Regions from separate parts of the Mus musculus genome. Here all the other regions are linked to region 4. The links are chromatin contacts, called in public Micro-C and promoter capture Hi-C maps. All regions are on one chromosome and are shown on one strand. The core of a region is the stretch at or near the end of the contact, and the rest is flanking DNA. Distances in the headings are between cores, read along the strand shown. Region 1 holds the start of Papln (papilin, proteoglycan-like sulfated glycoprotein). Region 2 holds the start of Abcd4 (ATP-binding cassette, sub-family D (ALD), member 4). Region 3 overlaps Papln (papilin, proteoglycan-like sulfated glycoprotein). Region 4 holds the start of Pnma1 (paraneoplastic antigen MA1).

What was found. Promoter capture Hi-C pulls out the DNA fragments that hold promoters and counts their contacts. Hi-C and Micro-C count contacts between places; a contact is called where the count stands out from the background.
Region 1: a contact with region 4 is called in a promoter capture Hi-C map of liver, with 2.5 times the contacts expected there. The contact joins the promoter of Papln here to the promoter of Pnma1 in region 4. A contact is called at or near these places in 5 of 39 promoter capture datasets (the C10 cell line, liver, neural stem cells and 1 more) and 1 of 9 other capture datasets (adipose tissue).
Region 2: a Micro-C map of the G1E-ER4 cell line shows a contact between it and region 4. The contact joins the promoter of Abcd4 here to the promoter of Pnma1 in region 4. A contact is called at or near these places in 2 of 39 promoter capture datasets (pre-B cells and stem cell-derived epiblast-like cells) and 1 of 484 Hi-C or Micro-C datasets (the G1E-ER4 cell line).
Region 3: a promoter capture Hi-C map of liver shows a contact between it and region 4, with 2.3 times the contacts expected there. The contact joins the enhancer-like site here to the promoter of Pnma1 in region 4. A contact is called at or near these places in 5 of 39 promoter capture datasets (cranial neural crest, frontonasal cranial neural crest, liver and 1 more), 1 of 484 Hi-C or Micro-C datasets (liver) and 1 of 9 other capture datasets (liver).

Annotation. Positions count from the first base shown.
Region 1 is chr12:83,762,352-83,765,051 of GRCm38.p6, forward strand. It overlaps Papln (papilin, proteoglycan-like sulfated glycoprotein), which reads left to right and starts at 1,283. Exons shown (of 27, transcript NM_130887.3): 1 at 1,283-1,365.
Region 2 is chr12:84,616,143-84,618,942 of GRCm38.p6, forward strand. Abcd4 (ATP-binding cassette, sub-family D (ALD), member 4) reads right to left here and starts at 1,324. Exons shown (of 19, transcript NM_008992.2): 1 at 1,141-1,324. The coding sequence starts at 1,178.
Region 3 is chr12:83,790,501-83,793,280 of GRCm38.p6, forward strand. Papln (papilin, proteoglycan-like sulfated glycoprotein) reads left to right here. Exons shown (of 27, transcript NM_130887.3): 27 at 1,332-1,884. The coding sequence ends at 1,507. Among named protein-coding and RNA genes, the nearest start is that of Papln, 28 kb to the left of the region's middle. Within about 2 kb of position 1,416, at least 31 of the 459 cell types and tissues checked have an H3K27ac peak or open chromatin away from gene starts, as enhancers often do. A contact at or near this core is called in liver, where this site is marked.
Region 4 is chr12:84,147,042-84,149,741 of GRCm38.p6, forward strand. It overlaps Pnma1 (paraneoplastic antigen MA1), which reads right to left and starts at 1,448. Exons shown (of 1, transcript NM_027438.3): 1 at 1-1,448. The coding sequence starts at 886. Mideas (mitotic deacetylase associated SANT domain protein) reads right to left here. Exons shown (of 13, transcript NM_001163501.1): 13 at 2,127-2,700.

The DNA of each region.
Region 1 (2,700 bases), core at 33-2,532, 380 kb before region 4:
TGAAAAGGAGCCCTCAAACCAAAACCATCAGAAAAGGTTGCTTCGTAGCTGCCCCAGCCTTCTGCAGTAGGAGAAACCTTTTCCTGCCGTTTTTTTTTTTAACAAGGACCTTTGACCTAGTTCAGGAAGGTCGGAGATGGAGGCGGGGGTGGGGGGGGTGGTGGTGGTGCGGTGTGTGTGTGTGTCGATTGTGAGTGAAGAAACATTTTCCTTTTCTAGGGAGGTTCTAAGTCACATCACTCCCTTTGCTGCCAAGTTCATCTTTATCCAAGAATCCCCGTGTTCCTGGGCCCTGAAACCAGGTCTCTGTCCCCTCCTGCACTGGGAAATATAAAGAGCTTCCTGCTTCCCTCAGTGCAAACACCAACCCAACTCTGAAGGAGGCAGAAAAGCCAGAGAAGTGACAGGGTCAGGGTCAGCAAGGAGCCCCGCTTCTTTCTGTGACCTCCACAGGCCCGGGGCCAAGGCCCTTTTCTAGGGATGAATAAACTCTGTTTTCTGAAAAGGAATGTTTGGCAAGGAAATGTCTTGATTTGTGTGTGTGTGGAGGGGGGGGGTACTGTGGTGGTGGTGGTGTAAAAGCAGGAAGGAAATTAAATTTGCCACAAGTGGAAGTGGTAAGAGCCTATAGCTCTGATGCTAGCTGGTGCCCAGGGCTGTGGCTACAGTGGTTACCCAGCCTCAACTCACAGCCGATCTACACAGATTTTTACTGCCATGCTCCATTGGAATTGCAGCCGCTAGGATCAGGATGGAGTGAGTGGAGAGGCTTCAAAAGCGGGAAAGGGATGAGGTAAATTCATAGTGATGGGGAATCTCTCTCTCTCTCTCTCTCTCTCTCTCTCTCTCTCTCTCTCTCTCTCCTGTCTGTCTGTCTGTCTGTCTGTCTGTCTGTCTGTCTGTCTGTGAATGTGAACTGATTGTAGCCAAAGTATAAAATTCAGAAGGTGGTTGGACACCCAGGTGTGTCGGTGCGAGATTGGTGTAGCGAGGAGGGGTTTTGACAAAGACCTGGAGAGCTTGGGGCACCGGAAGTGGGACTGAAAAGGTGGCTGGCTCAGACCCAAGACCCAGAGCCCACAGGTTTTAAGAATAAGCAAAGCCTTGGCAGGAACCCAAAAGGAGGAGGCATGGGGCAATGCTGGGTACCCGGGGCCTCTCGGTGGGGGCACCGTGCTCCTTCAGGGATTGGAGGTGGGTGTCAGCCGACTGGGTGGGGGAAGATGGGGCGGGGAGGAAACCAGCCAGCCGCGGGGAAAGAAAGTCCAACCTCCCCTCCCCTGGCTTTCGTAGTCGGTGCTGGAGAAGTTGACAGTTGACCCAGGCTGGGCACCGATAAGGCGGCTCCAGGGCTTCAAGAGACAGGTAGGAAGGCAAGCGGGCGCCTTGGGCAGGGCACGCCCCGGGCATCTGAAGGCCTCTGCCCCGCCTGGCTCCTGTAGGTAGTGGTTGGCGTGGAAGTGAGAGACCATGGGAGATCTGGCTGTGAGGTGGCTGCGTGAGCACTGAGGAGGGTCTCAGCTCTACATCTGGAGCCCGGGGTGGGGAGTGGCGGGTAATCGGGTCCCCGCAGTCCAGCTGCTCTTCTCCTGGAACAGCATACCCCCCCCCCCGCCCCCGCCTCCTCTGTACTGCCCGGGTGAAGCCTGCAGAGCCAGCGCACTTCCTGGCGATGTTCCAGGCCACAGCCAGCACCTGCCAGGCACCCAGGGCCCCCGTAGGAACCGCGCCTCAGTGCCCCTGGGGTCACAGGGCACCAGCCCAGGTCAGGTTTGGAAGAGTCATCCTGACCCGCACGGGTGGCCTTAGGTTGAAGGAAGGAACATTATCAAGCTTTCCGGACTTTGGAATCGCAGACACACTAGGTCGCAGGTCTGGGCAGCGCCTGCAGTAGTGACTGGAGCTCTTGAGTTCTTCAGTCTCCCTCTGGTCACGTTCATCATTCAGGCTAGTCCGCCCGCCCGCCTCCCAGTCCCGTCATCAGTCAGTCCTTGATCTCTGCTGCCCCCAGCATCCCCACATCTCAAGTGCGCACTAGACCCCCTTCCAACCTTCTCCCCAGCAGTCTGTGATTAGAATGACTTGCTGACTGTGACAAATTAGCCAGGGCTTACATCCATGCGTATGCTGGTGTAAACTTTGCTGAACGTGGCTTTTGAACGCGATATTTCATACCTATAAAACGACTGCAAGTTGTTTTATTGTAAAAAGAATTCAGAACATCAGTTAGAATTACAGATTTTAACATTAACATACCTGTCAGCGCTTGTTTAATGTCCTGTACTGAACTGCACACTGCTTACGTGTCTCTGATACAGAAACATGTGCACACACGCGAGCACACCCCGCACTATGCAGACACCTAATGTGCGCATGCTCATAAGAGTGCTATGCCCGCACATGTGCACACCCTACACACAACTCTGGGTTCAAGCGGGCGTACTCTCCTTGTGAAGACTGAAGGAGGTGATCCTGTGCAGGCAAGGGTTGGCTTTTTGGTTTTAAAACAGGAAGAGAGAGAGAGAGAGAGAGAGAGAGAGAGAGAGAGAGAGAGAGAGAGAGAACATGGATGGGTGCTGAGGGGTCTCGGCATAGTTAAGCATGTACCCCAAGATTTGCACTTAGATTTTAAAAGCAGTTGAATTTGGGCTGAGCCTTTTTGTCCAGACTGGCCTTGAACTCCTGGGCTCTAGTGGTATT
Region 2 (2,800 bases), core at 74-2,573, 470 kb after region 4:
AGTTGACAAGATGGCTCAGCCAGCAAAAGGTCCAAGTGTTTGTCGCCAAGATCTGAATTCCAGCCCCAGATCCCACTGCGGAAAAAACCAACTCCAAAACCTGTTCCCTGATCTCCATTCCTGTGTCATGGCACACATATCACACGTGCATGTGCATGCGCCCCCCCCCAATAAAATAAAAATAAAGTTATTACAATAGGATACCATCTTACAGGGCTGGAGGGATGACTCAGCAGTTAAGAGCACTGACTGTTCTTCTGAAGGTCCTGAGTTCAAATCCCAGCAACCACATGGTGGCTCATAACCATTCGGTAATGATATCTGCCCTTTTCTGAGGTGTCTGAAGACAGCTACAGTGTACTTACATATTATAAATAAATAAACCTTTAAAAAATACCATCTTACATACATCATTTAGATACATATTAGGAAAAATAAACTAAACAATACCAAATATGGGGATGGTTATAAGGGACACTAGAACCTTTATATATTGCTGTCAGGAACTATAAATTGGACGCGACCACCCCAAAACATTATAGAATTAAGTATGGCTCAGCATTCTATCCTGAGGTGGATAACTTAAAGAGAAACCATCAGTATCTATCTATCAAGAGACAATTGCCAGGATATTCATTACGGTGTACTTTGTGGTGCTTGAAATACTGGAAGTAATCCAGGCATCCTTTACTAGGGAAATAGAATCTATCCAGGGTGACGCTGAGCACCATTCAGGAGTGAAAAGTCATATAGCATGGATGACCTAAAAAACCCAATGCTCAGTTTAAAAACTTCTCTCTTTTAAAAAATCACAACATGATTCATGAATCCAAAGTCAACATATATTTTAAGGTAACAGGATAATTTAAGTAAGAGGGTCTGAAAAAAATTAATGCAAAGGAGGGTGTGCCAAGAGCAGATCGGAATTGAGAACGAAAACTAAGGGAGGAAGATGCCAAAAGAGGGGGGTCCGCAGTACCTAGAGTGAGGCAGCGTCAACTCCATTCTGTGCAGCCAGGGTTCCAAATAGCCCAAACTGAAGGAAAGTTGCAAGGAAGGACCCGCAGGGGAGCAGCCCCTTCCCCACTGCCCAGGCAGTGCGTCCCTGACAACCCGGCCGTCCTCACTAGCCCTGCTCACCTGGCACCAGCTCGGGCCGTGGGTCCCGGGACCGCCATGACCCGGGATGCAAGCGACGAGGCGACCGAGCAAGCCCGGTGTCCTCCCCGGGCAGAGTCCTCAGAGCTCGGGGCCCCGCCCTAGGAGGAAAGGGGTGGGACTCTGGCGACCACAGAGACGCGCTAGATAGAGAAGACGGCTCCGGCGCTGTGGCCGTTCCCGGAAGCGCAGCCTTTCCTGAAGAACAAGAGAGTAGCAAGAGGTTATAGAGCTGGCCGGGTGGCCAGAGCGTCCCCTGTGGGGCTGGGAGGTTTCTTTTGCCAACTGGTAGTTCCGAGTGTAACTTTCTCCCAGAGAAGACAGCGTGATCTGTTTTTTAAAAAATTAATTAATTTAAAAAATACATATTTATTTAGTGAGCTATGTGTGTGTTCACGCGAACTGTGAACCAGGGCGTAAGTGTCAGAGAACAACTTTGAGGAGTCAATTTTCTCCTTCCATCATGAGGGCTCCCGAGGAGCCAACTCAGGTTGTCAGGATTGGCGAGAAAAGCCTTCATCGGGTGAGCTGGCTCCCTGGTCCCAGCACGATTTACAAGATTTTCTTGAAAATGTATTTTATGTATAGGAATGTTTTGCCTGCATGTATGAGTACCACGTGAGTGCCTGGTGCCTGCAGAGTCCAGAAGAGGGCATTGGAGTCCCTGGAACTCTAGTTACAGACCCAGGGCTTCTGAAAGAGCAGCCAGTGCTTGTAACCACAGAGCCATCTCTCCAGGACGTCCCATCTCTCCCCAGCGTGATTTTGTTTGTTTGTTTTTTGTTTGTTTTTCGAAACGGGGTTTCTCTGTGTAGCCTTGGCTGTCCTGGAACTCACTTTGTAGACCAGGCTGGCCTCGAACTCAGAAATCCGCCTGCCTCTGTCTCCCAAGTGCTGGGATTAAAGGCATGCGCCATCATGCCTGGCCAGCGTGACTTTTTTTTTTTTTAAAGATGTATTTATTATATGTAAGTACACTGTAGCTGTCTTCAGACACACCAGAAGAGGGCGTCAGATCTAGTTACGGATGGTTGTGAGCCACCATGTGGTTGCTGGGATTTGAACTCTGGACCTTTGGAAAAGCAGTCGGGTACTCTTACCCACTGAGCCATCTCACCAGCCCCAGCATGATCATTTAAGTCGGGTAGATGTGACTTAGTGGTAAACGACTTGCGTGTCATACATAAGGCCCCAGCACTACAGAAATAAACATATAAATCAGTTTTCCAGACATATATGGCAGCTCAACCCTGTAATTCTGGACCTGAGGCAGTAGAGCAGGAGGATCAAGAGTTCCAGATATGCCTCAGATACATAGAAAGCGCTGAGTTCATGATTAGCCTGGACAACAGGAGACCTGCCTCAAGGGGAAAAAAAAAAAAAAAGGGTAGAGGATCCTCACTTTACATTTGCAGTTTTCAACACTACTGATTTATAGTGGGTTTCTGGTTTGGTTTGGTTTAGATTGCAGCTGTTTTGGTTCTTTTGGTTTATTCTGTTTTTGTTTTTGTTTTTTCTTCCCGAAACAGTGTTCCACTGTGTAGCCCTGGCTGTCCTGAAACTCGCTCTCTACACCAGGCTAGCCAGGATCTCAGAGATCCACCTGCCTCTGCCTCCAAGTGCTGCGATCCTTAAACGAGAA
Region 3 (2,780 bases), core at 166-2,665, 360 kb before region 4:
CAGACAAGTGCTCTGCAATATGGAGACTCACACGGCTGTGACTGTGTGTGCCTGTGTGACCACACTCTGGTCAAAGTCCCATATGGCAGGACTTCTACCTTTGATGTTTCTAGAAAATCCTACTCATCTATACACTGATCAAACTAATAAGACCAGGAAAACCCAGAATGCAGATTTACTGTGGTGAAGAGAAGAGACCTTAGGAGACTGAGGATCTGAGCATGGTGATACATGGTGACACATGCCTATGAATTCTAGAACATTATCCTGACTTAAGACAAAACCTACCACACTACCAAACTCCTCAAGGGGACCTGGATGTTTACATTTGTGATCAGCCGTAGATGTGTCTACAGTGAGGGAAGCTTGTTTGACAATGGTGGCTAGTAGGCTTTTAGGCTTTTGGTGATGTGTGGCTGCCAAGCTGATCTCCCAGACACCACCCACGGCCACAGGCCTCTTTTGCTCTCTGCTGCATGTGGCTAAGAATATGTTCCATATTCTGGAGGCATCTCTCCAGAAGCCCGGCTGTCCCCCCCCAGCCTGTCTGTATTCCTTTCACTGACCAGGCTGCAGATCTGTTCTAACTCGTTGGTTTGGAGTCACATAGTGAGTGTCTCATGACTGGGAGCACTGGAGTTAGTTGGCTTAGGCTTTTCTCACCCTGGCTTGTTCTGCCCAAGGGTTAAGTGAATAGGATATATTGTGGGGACAAAGGCTGTCTGCTAACCATTCTGTCTGCCTCATTTTCTGAGGGGAGGACACGGCTGTGGGGCCAGGGCAGCAGACAGCACTCAGGTTTTTGCTGTGTGCCTGGTGGTAGGGACAGTGCTGCAAGAGCCTGCAGAGAGAAGGGGGGTAATTGTAGGATGAGAGAGTGGAATCAAATTCTTAACAATCACCAGACACTCGTAGGATATTGAGGGTGGCACGCGGGCTTGGGCCTCCGTGTAGTCTTAGAACTTTGAAGATTCATCACGTTCTCGGGTGGAAACCAGGAAAGATGGGGATATAGGAGACAGATGCAAGCTGGGAGGTTGGTGGAACCCAGTAGCAATAGGAAGATGGCAATGGCTTACTGACTTCCGGTTTCCCTAGGACTGACCCTACTGATCTTTCCTGCCAATCTGGGCCCATATAGCTGTCATTGGCTTTGCAGTTCCAGACAGTAGGGCAGGAAGTTAAATGTGGAGCCGTCGATGGTCTAGCCAGAAATAGGAAAGCCTGGAAAAGGCTGTGCACTGGGCATAGGCCGCAGATAAGGGTCACAGGAGGGCCTGTGAGAGGCTGCAGCGAGAGCTGCCTCAGCCCTTTCTCTCCTTGTCCTGCAGCGCCAGCCGCACAGTCCAGGGACCTAGGCAAGGACTGCATCGACCAGCCGGAGCTGGCCAACTGTGCGTTGATCCTGCAGGCCCAGCTCTGTGGCAATGAATATTACTCCAGCTTCTGCTGTGCCAGCTGCTCCCGCTTCCAGCCAAATGCCCAGCCTGTGTGGCAGCAGGGATGAAGGCTGGCTGTGGCGCCAGGTCTGGATAGTTTGCTGGGGAGAAGGGATGGTAAGACATGGCTTGCAGAGGGAGTCGTCTTTCAGATCCTGCCCCTCTCAGAAATCCAGGGTTGAGCCCCAGCAGCTGCCAGTGCCGGCTTCCCTTGTAGTGCTCAGCAGGGTCTGTCTGATATGACCACAGGCTGCTGTGAAGAAGAGGAACCCTTTACACCTCCCCTCTATAGTATCTACTGCACCGAGGACCTTTTATCTGAAATGCTTTGGACCAAAGTGTTTTAAGCTATTAAGTATTTGTAGACTTTACTAATTGAACGTCCCTAACCTAAAGTTCTGAAATGCTCCGAAGCTTCAAAGACCCAATCGCCATGTCAGCTTTCAAAACTGTCCGGGTTTCGAAGCACGTTTGATTTTGGGTGAGAGGTGCTCAATTTGTACAGAGAATCCACTTAGCGCACTGCAGAGCCAGCTGGGTGGGGTGTCTGTGATGGCAGGGGGACGGTAACTGCTCAGTCAGACAAGGATTCCTGCTAGAATCCAGGTCTGTGTGTGGGGAGAGGTGAGCAGTCATTCAGGCTGTCCATCTTCCTGGGCAGTGGCAGTGGCACAGCTGCCTTCACCACCATCAGTGTGTGAAGCTCACAGTGTAATGCCAGGGAAAAGCACTCAGCAAGGTGGAGGCCATAGGCTGCGATGCAGGGGTGTGGGATGGAAAAGCCAGACAGCCTGAAAAGGTCCACTCCTTACACAGCTCACTGGCCTGCTCTGAGTAGTGAAGAGTCATGCTTCCTTAAGTAGGAATCTGTGGAGCTTATCTGTTGCTAGAGAAACTCAGACTATGCTGCAAACAGTGGCTGGGAGCTGGTGAGATGGCTCAGTGGTTAAGGCACTCACTGGCAAGCCTGATGGCTGGAATGTGCTCTCTGGAACCTCCCTGGTGGGTGGCAGAACTGACTCAGGCCAGCCGCCCTGACTGCACGCACGGAAGCACAGCTGTAAAGTCCGTAGAACAGCAGCTGCGAATGGTGCTGCAATGGTGCTGCAAGCCTACAATCCCAGGGCTCGAGAGGCTGAAGCAGGAGAGCTACAGTGTGAGGCAGTCTGGGCCACAGTGAGATCCTGCCTCAGAGTAAACAACCCATAGAACCCAGCATCAGCGGATGTGACGTGACACCCAGGGCAGTGATTTTAGTAGTCTGAGCTGCAGGAAGGCATTCATCTTTTACAATCTCCGATTTCTTAATGCTCTAGGAAGAGGCCTGGATTTAATGAGCTT
Region 4 (2,700 bases), core at 198-2,697:
CGATGACCTGCTCCAAGCGAGCCTGGTTCACGTTATCTTTATCAATGACCCCCTTGTCTACTACCTTTTGCAGCAGAGGCTCCAGACGGATAACATACGAAGATAACTTTTCTCCTGGGTTCTGGTAAGTGTTCAGAAATCTGACCTGTGCATCTCTAGAGCTCTCCACACTCCCAAAGACCTGCTCAAGAGCCTTCAGGCATTCTGCGGTCGTTATGGCGGCGTTGTTGGTCTTGAGGATGCGGATGACGTCAGCAGCGGGGCCTCTCAAACTCTCCATCAACCGCCGTCTCTTTTCTATATCCGACACCTGCCATTCCTCTATGATTTCATTTGAGTGCTCCAGCCAGGAATCAAAGGTTTCCTCGCCAGGCCCGGGAATGTCCTTCCCGGAGAATAACGTCAGCTTCTTATACCATATGGACTCAACAAGAGGTTGAATAACATTATCCAAAATATAGTTGAGCATCTCTGCTGGCATTTCCGGGCCTGGAGCTGGAGCAGGGTTCTGAAACCCAAGCACACGAGCAACATCTTGCACGGTCCACCCTTCCCTAGCTAGAAAGAGGTGCAGCCTTTCCAAAAAAACTGCGTCGGAAGTGGGGGGTTTAAACACCACTTTCCAGAGCCCTCCTTTGCCTGGCATCTCCCTGGGTATCAGGGAGTAATCCACTGCCCCAGTGAGCTCTAACAAGGCTGCTTTAGCATTTTCTTCCCTCCAGAACATTCTCCCCAGCACTCGATAGGATACCTGGGGCATCGCAGCTTGGAGGGTCTCTTCAATTTCGGTCTCATCACAGTTCACAGGGATCCCCCAGACCAACAGAGCTCTCTGAGAGTTCACATCCATTCCCCTGCACCAGTCTTCCAATAGTGTCATAGCCATTTCACCCAACTATTAAAAGTGCCAGTTCTACAGACACTGCTTGGACTGGCTCACGAGGCTATAGGGCCTAGGACAATACAACATGCTCTCCTCCCCCGGTAGGCCAGGGGGCGACAAGCTTCAGGCAACCACAATTACCAAAAGACACCAGAGTTCCTTCTTGTCCCTTCCGGGTCCCAAGTCAGGGTCGGGAGCCACGGGACACTCCGCCTATCACTCGAATGTCGCCCCCTTTGGTCCGGGCAGGGAGGGCTGAACTGGCTGCAGCTGTGTCTGGCGTCACCGCTTAAAGAGAGGGAGCAAGGTGGGCTCAAGACTGATGACTCCGGGCGGGAGATGGCTGGGTGCGGTCGCGGGGCGTGGCAGCTCCTCCCACCTCTCCCCGGCACGCCGGCGGGCTGAGGGTCACGCGAGGCCGTGGCTTGGCTACGTGGGGAGAGGCGGCACTCCGAGCACCGGGAACCCAAGCGGCAGGAAGCACGGGATGGGGGAGAAACTCGGCTGGAGGCAGCTCTGCCTAGCGCTTATGTCCGCGCGCTCCCGCAACGGCCGGCGTGCAGCTGCAGTGGAGGGCGGAACCGGTCCGCTTGTCTCCCCCAGTGTCACCGTGACAACTGTGTCCATGACGACGCGAGATACGCGGGCTCCAGAGGATCTGGCGGTTGCTATGGTGCCAAGAAGGGGTTTGAGGAGTCTATTCTATGACGGCGCATTTCTTTTTACACCCCCCCCCCCGCCTTCCCTGATTCTTTCTTAGCTATTGCTACGCATGCTTTATTTAATTTTGCCGTGGATTTAAGCTGGCTTTATTGATACGCATCTACCACGACGGACTTATCTCATATTGCTCATCCATTCTATGAATTCAGTCTTTAACTCTGACTTCCGGGAACCACCTGATCCCACTCTGCAACTACTTGGTTCCTCCCCACAAAACTAGGAAAGAGAATTCCATCTACTGGTTCCTGTGAGTGTCTGACTTGGCTTTCTTGTTTAAAGTGTGTGTGTGTGTGTGTGTGTGTGTGTGTGTGTGTGTGTACACAAAACCCCGTGACTACTTACCTTTGTAGCCAGGCAAACTGCAAACATATTGCCTTCTTATCCTTACTGAGTATACAAGATAGCAAAACAGAATGTTTATGGCCCCGAAAAGGCGGGTAAGTTCTCTTCAAGCAAAACAAGGCCTATCAGTCCCAGACGGCAAAAACACCCCTATAAGAATGTGGTATTCAACAATGAATTTTTTTTAAAACCTTATTTAATAAAAGGTCTTAAGATACAGAACATTCAAAAGTAAATAAGTTACATAGGTACATTACAATCACAGCAAGATTCTCTTTAGTGTATTAATTTTTTTTTTATAAAAAGCACACAAAAAATAAAATTTTCAGTCTGGTCTATCACAACTGTACACAAAGAGGTAATATTTATATTTATATATATATATATATGTACACTATTTTAATATGTAACAGTCTTTTTTAAAAAGAGTGCCACAGGCAACAAACACATGAAAGGCAGTGTCTGACCATTTTGTTTCAAAATAAAAGGAATATACTTACTTTATGCTATTAAAATATTTGTACACTAATTACAGACTGTCAAGGCTGTTCTGTGCTCCATCCTCTCCAGCAAGGCCTTTAACGTAAGAGACAAATGAGGAAAAGTTCTAACAGCTGCAATTTTTTTTTTTTTGAGGCAACAAACACAGCCAAATGTGGGTTAGACACAACTGTTTTTATATAAAAATATGCATACTTCCTGTAAAAACCTAAGGGGTTAGGCTTTGCCAGTCTAGTAATAAATAATAACCC